Linked DNA regions of Triticum aestivum: region 2 is linked to region 1. A link is a contact called in public Hi-C data. All regions are on one chromosome and are shown on one strand. Each heading gives the region's core, a stretch centred on a gene start, on an enhancer-like site or on the middle of the called end of the contact. The rest is flanking DNA. Distances are from core to core; before and after follow the strand shown. Region 1 holds the start of LOC123136524. Region 2 holds the start of LOC123136550 (DYRK-family kinase pom1).

Region 1 (2,700 bases), core at 190-2,689:
CCGGAGTCGTCGGATGAGGGCTGTAGCGCATTGATCTTGATAACATATTTCTTTCGACTAGATATGCTGCTGACCTCTGAGCTCGCGAGTGTGTCATCTGAGCTATGATACAAGGCAGAGTCCTCGTCGTCATAAGCGTTACCGATATGGCCATTGCACTTGCGGCAGAGCAATCGTGTTCTCCTTCTGAAGAAACCCCAGGAAGACCTTGAGCGGAAGTACGGCGTGCAGCTCACTTCGTCGGTTTGCGTGAACCGGTTCTCGTCGACTGCGAAGAATGAGACGACGCCTTTCCTGATCTGCTTTCCGTACTTGGATCCAATGTTGGCCGTGTTCCGTGTGGAGGAGCTCAAGTTCAATGCGTAGCCACAGTATCCACAGCTGTCATGAAGAAACAAAGAACACACATTATCAGACTGAACATAGAAACCTGAAACTACCATCCTACTGCTTTGACAAGAACGTCGTATTCGCGTATAATGACAATTCCGTGTTTTTCTGTATGCTTTGACAAGTTCAAATTATGTCCCACAGAATTTATTATATCCATGTCGAATCAGCTATCAAGATGTAGCTATCACCAGGCAATTTGGCTGTGCGCATCCTACATATGCCGAAGCCGGGTGCCGCTCAATGTGTTGTGTATCTGCTTGATGCTACATTTTGGGCTAATAGAAGTGCCGTTTATCGAAGAAAAAGCTATCAACAGGCAATATCCTTCTGCACTCAAAACGTAACATTTATTTTTAACGAAACACAGAGATGCTGCTTTTCATTCATGTATAAGATAAGAGGAGAAGCCTCAAAGGGGATTACATGTCAAAACCGTACAGAAAACAAAAGAGGGAAGGCTACATCGGACTAATTCACTTAACACCTCTTATCCCATCCGTGAGTCAGATGTTGGAAGAAACAGAGGGCCAACTATGATCATTTCACTTCAGTATTCTGAAGAAACAGACGTTCTAGGAGCCAGAACTAACTAGAAGCAACAAAAGATTGAGTATCCATCCATGATGTACCAACTGAACCCAGCAACATCGCATCAGTAATCTTAAATTGACCTTAGTGGACGGTAAGTAGCACAGACTTTTGAGAACAAACACAGGAAGAGGCAAGGCCAAGGTCAAAGACCAAACAAGATTGTCGATCCTAGGGTTCGTTCAACTGTAGGTTCCCTGACCCAATATAATAAAGCAGCCGGAAGAGAGCCACAGGAAGGAAATCGGCGAACCTGTAGGCGACGTCTTTGGCGGAGTAGCAGCCGTCGAGGGCCCTCGCCATGCCTCCTGAATCCCGATCGATTTGGGGAAAGTGCCGGCCAGCAGGGAGGGAGGTAGTAGAAGGGAGAAGCGGGGGTCTCTGCTCTGCTCTTTTGATTGGGAGCTGGCTGGGACGGCGAAGCGGGCAACGGTCTCCGCGGAAGGCACGCAGGCAGGTTTGGCGACCGCGCCGCGCTGCTTCTCTTTTCTTTTTCTCCTTTTCTTCGTGCCCTTTTGCGCACGTCGTGGCGGGCGGGTGGGGTTGCGTTGCTCTCGCGTCGTTGTTGCCATGCCAGCAACGTGGCCAGCGGCGTGATTGATTGCTGCCGCGTCTGTGATGTGATCAGGTGAAGGCTGGCGGTGCCTCGTTCGTTGTGTTTGCGTGCTGCCAAGCGTTGCGGCTGTCTCCGTTCAAACTTCAAAGTCTGTATCCTTTCAAAAGAGATTTTTTTTTTCCAAAGTCTGTATGTTGTGCTGCTGCCGGCTGTGCTCTGTTTTTTGGGCGATGCTTCAGACAAACCAGGCACCGTTTTTTTTCCCTTTTCGAATTGAACTAGGCACTGGTTTTGACTGTAATAAACCAGAGCTGATGGTCTGCTTCGGGACGGATAGCCCACCAGGCATGGTGCTAGTCAGCATCATCAGGACTAATTACCTCAATCAAAACACGTACAGTTTTCCTACCCTAGCCGCCGCCACGCCAGGCGACTAGGGAGGCGATTTTCTTCCTCCGATCTCAGCCGGCCAGGGCGTTGGCCCCCTCTCCCTCCGGCTGCTCCGGCGGCGGGAGGGAGGGGGGACCCCATTCCTCCGTTCTGTAGTTAGGTTTTGGATTTGTAGGTCATGGTGCGCCATTGGGGTGGTGGGAGCGGTGCCCGGACGAATAAATCTGCCTCAGCTTCACTCCCACACCGGCGGTGCCGTTGATGGCGGCATCTCGGAGTTGATGGCATCGCGTGATTGCCGATCCTTCAGATCGGCTGTGTTAGGGTTCATGGGGTGATGTTGGCGAGGCGGCGGCAGCGACTTCATCAGGTGTGTCTCTCCTTCTGCTCTGTCCCCGTTGCTGTGGCGTTGTCTCGACGTCATGGTGGAGCAGGGAGGTTTTGTCATCCAGGAGTACGTGCAGACGGTTGTTTGCGCAAGTGACAGCTGGAAGATGGTGCATCCCGTGCTGGGTTTGTGGTTGGTGGCTGACAGTTCTGGTTTCCTCCTTCGACGTCGTTGGCGTGCGGTGGTGTCAGATCTAGAGTTCGATGGCGTGTCCGGGGACATGTTGCCCCGGTCTGATTCTTTCAACGGCAATGTTTTTGCTTCTGGCAAACTACTTTCGAGGTCCGTAAAGCTGCTGATCAGCGATGGAGCCGCGTCGAGCTCGGGTGAAGAGGTGATCTGTTTTCTTTTTCTTTGGTGGTCGCTTCGGTGGTGTCGGAGGAGA
Region 2 (2,700 bases), core at 201-2,700, 150 kb after region 1:
AATCACATCATAATTCAAGTCCGTTCTGGGTTCGTAATTTAAGCATATACCAATGTTCTAAAATTGCGACAGTCAGGTGCTAGTACAAAATATAATCTCTTCAGAAAACAATCCAATCACAGAGTGAATCGTTTCAAGCTTGTTAAAGAATTTTGCCAAACATGACAAATGATCCTGAGGAATGTGAAAGGGGGCAGAAGCACTTACTGTTAGCAGCATTTGCGTCTTCAGACAAGTACGGACTGAGCATCTGAAGCTCCTTCTCCAGAGCACTGAGATCAAACTCCTGGTCATCTCCACTCCTGGAATCCACCAACGGACCGCCCTTGAGCGTGGCATCGTCATTCACATTGCGCCTGAACTGGTGCGCGTCTGCACCGCACTCATCAAGCACCTCCGTCAGGTCGTCCATGATCTGATACCTCCCGTACACAGCAGACCAAGAATCCCTCACAAACTCCCGACCATTCTTGTGATCCATTTCCCCGTGGCAGCAACTGCAGGGCGGTTTCGTATACGCCGCTGCATTGCCCTTGCTGCGCTCGTGGCGTCGGCTGCGGTCGTCGCCAATCTCGCCGACGTTGGGGTCAACAATGAACTTGTCCTCCTCGTCGCCGTCGCCGCTCTTACCACTGATCTCCGGCTCGCGGTGGAACAGGTGGTCGTCGTAGAGCCAGTTCTCGCCGAAGAAGAGGTCGGTGGTGTCGTACTCGCGCGCCGTGCCGAACTCCGACGCCTCCGACGGCGCGCGTGGCGGCGACCACACCCCGTAAGGATTCAGCAGCCCTGATCTCCAAGCGAAACAGCCAAACCGAAACAGAAGCGACAAAATTCGGATCAGAATTCAGAACTCGAGCAAAAGCACACACGCGAGCTTGAAGCATGCATCTCCCGTTGACGCGCGGAGATCGAGATTCACAGCGGCAGCCAGTCAATCACACGCCCCGCTCTCGGGAGGCCGGCCGCGCGCGCCGAGGACCAGGAGGGTTCAGCACACTGGGGAAAAACTAGTGGACTGCGTCTCGTGCAAGCACGCAGTGTACCTGAAGGCGTGGAGGTCGTGCTGAGGAAGGCGTCGGAGGAGGAGCTGGAGGCAGGGCTGGCGAGCGCGGCCCCGGCCCCGTCGGAAGCGGAGTAGGAGGCGCCGAGCCGCAGCGGCGGGAGGCGGGGGTCGTCGGAGTCGGTGGATTCGTCCCCGCGCCTCCCCGCGTGGACGCCGTGCCGCAGCGCGAGGCCGTGGCCGGCGTCGGCGGGGAACCCCAGCCCCACGACGCCGACGGCCTCCTCCGCGCCACGCGCCATGGCCAGTGAATCACTCGTGCGCCCGCCGCTGACTCCGCGCCGCCACCAACACCATTTGAAGCGAGGCGAGCGGGTAGCGCGGCACGCGACGCGACTGCGACGAGAGCGAAGCAAAGCACCGAGAGACTGGACAGCACTAGCAGGACAGGGGCGAGGGCCGCACGGGATCCAACCAACACGCCCGCACACGACAGCGCCTTCTCGGGGCGGGCCGTCCCGCTGACGGGCGGGGCCCGCGGGCCAGCGTGTCGATGTCGGCGTCGGCCCGGGTGCCGCTGTCGTCGATGGGCGCCGCGGTGGGTGGTCTGGTGCGCGCGGCCTGCGATCCGACGTGGAGGGAGCGGGGCCGTCATTATTGTCAGTCGCTGTTGCGCTGGACGCCCCCGCCCCTCTCGCCCCGCTGGGTGATCCGGATCCTCTGCGGCGCGCGGCGCTCGTGACGGACACGGCGGATCGGCCGATCTACCACTCCTACCAGGTAGTACTACTACCAGGCACCAGCGTCCAGCGGCAACGACGTCAGATCTATCTGCCTGCCGTGGTAGGGCAGGCCGGCCTTCCCTTCGCAGCAGAGCAGAGCACCTTTCTTTCCCGGGCCTACCGTTGGAACCGCACCTGCTCCGGCTTTAGCGAGCAGCTGAGAGCATAATTGCGCTCTCGCCGGGCCGTGCGATCGTACCACCACGCCGGAGCGGAGCGGCCGTGCGATCGTGCACTGGCTGGTTACCGAATGGATCAACGAATGATGCTTCTGCATAATTGCACGAAGTTTCTCTTCGGTTTGGTAGATGAGCGTTACGGGCTACTAGCTCGCAGTGGGGCGCGTGGATTTTGTGCGATCGAAGAAAGAAAAAGGCTACAGTAGAGGACTGGTTGACAGTGCAAAACGGGTCGCTGGATGAGATGAGTGAAGCTCTGCGACTTGTTTGTTTACCACCTGAAAAACATGGCGGGCGCTTCAATTTTTTAGTCTCGTCTGGTTAGGCGTACCGTCCAGTAAAAACGACGTCGCACTGGAGACTTCCTTGTCATGGTAGTTCGGGGACTGACTAGGAGTATAGTAGGGTGAAAACAAAAGAAACGTGCTTAAATAAAGGAAGTAAAAGGAAAGGATTGCGTTCGTGCTGTTTGTACGCTTAATGATTGCAGTTACAGAGAGTCACAGATGTGATCTTAATTGACGACCGCTGGAAAAGCGATTTATAAAAGAAGAAGAACGTCCCAGCGAGCAGTTCATGTCCTCTTCAAGGTCTGGTGATAACGCCAGTAAATACTGGCCTCATCTATGCTCCTCTTTATTTTTATTTTTTTAGAAAAGAAGGATGACCCCTGGCCTCTGCATCTGCATCTGGACGATGCATACGGCCACTTTATTAATTATTCTCAAAAGACCTTACA

What was found. A called contact is a pair of places that touch in the nucleus more often than the background predicts.
Region 2: a contact with region 1 is called in a Hi-C map of leaf, with 2.2 times the contacts expected there. The contact joins the promoter of LOC123136550 here to the promoter of LOC123136524 in region 1. A contact is called at or near these places in 1 of 5 Hi-C or Micro-C datasets (leaf) and 1 of 1 datasets of contacts at active chromatin or transcription factors (leaf).

The regions. Positions count from the first base shown.
Region 1 is chr1B:528,362,403-528,365,102 of IWGSC CS RefSeq v2.1, forward strand. It overlaps LOC123136524, which reads right to left and starts at 1,440. Exons shown (of 3, transcript XM_044555934.1): 1 at 1,235-1,440; 2 at 75-381. The coding sequence starts at 1,284.
Region 2 is chr1B:528,512,290-528,514,989 of IWGSC CS RefSeq v2.1, forward strand. LOC123136550 (DYRK-family kinase pom1) reads right to left here and starts at 1,451. Exons shown (of 8, transcript XM_044555962.1): 1 at 1,044-1,451; 2 at 208-786. The coding sequence starts at 1,302.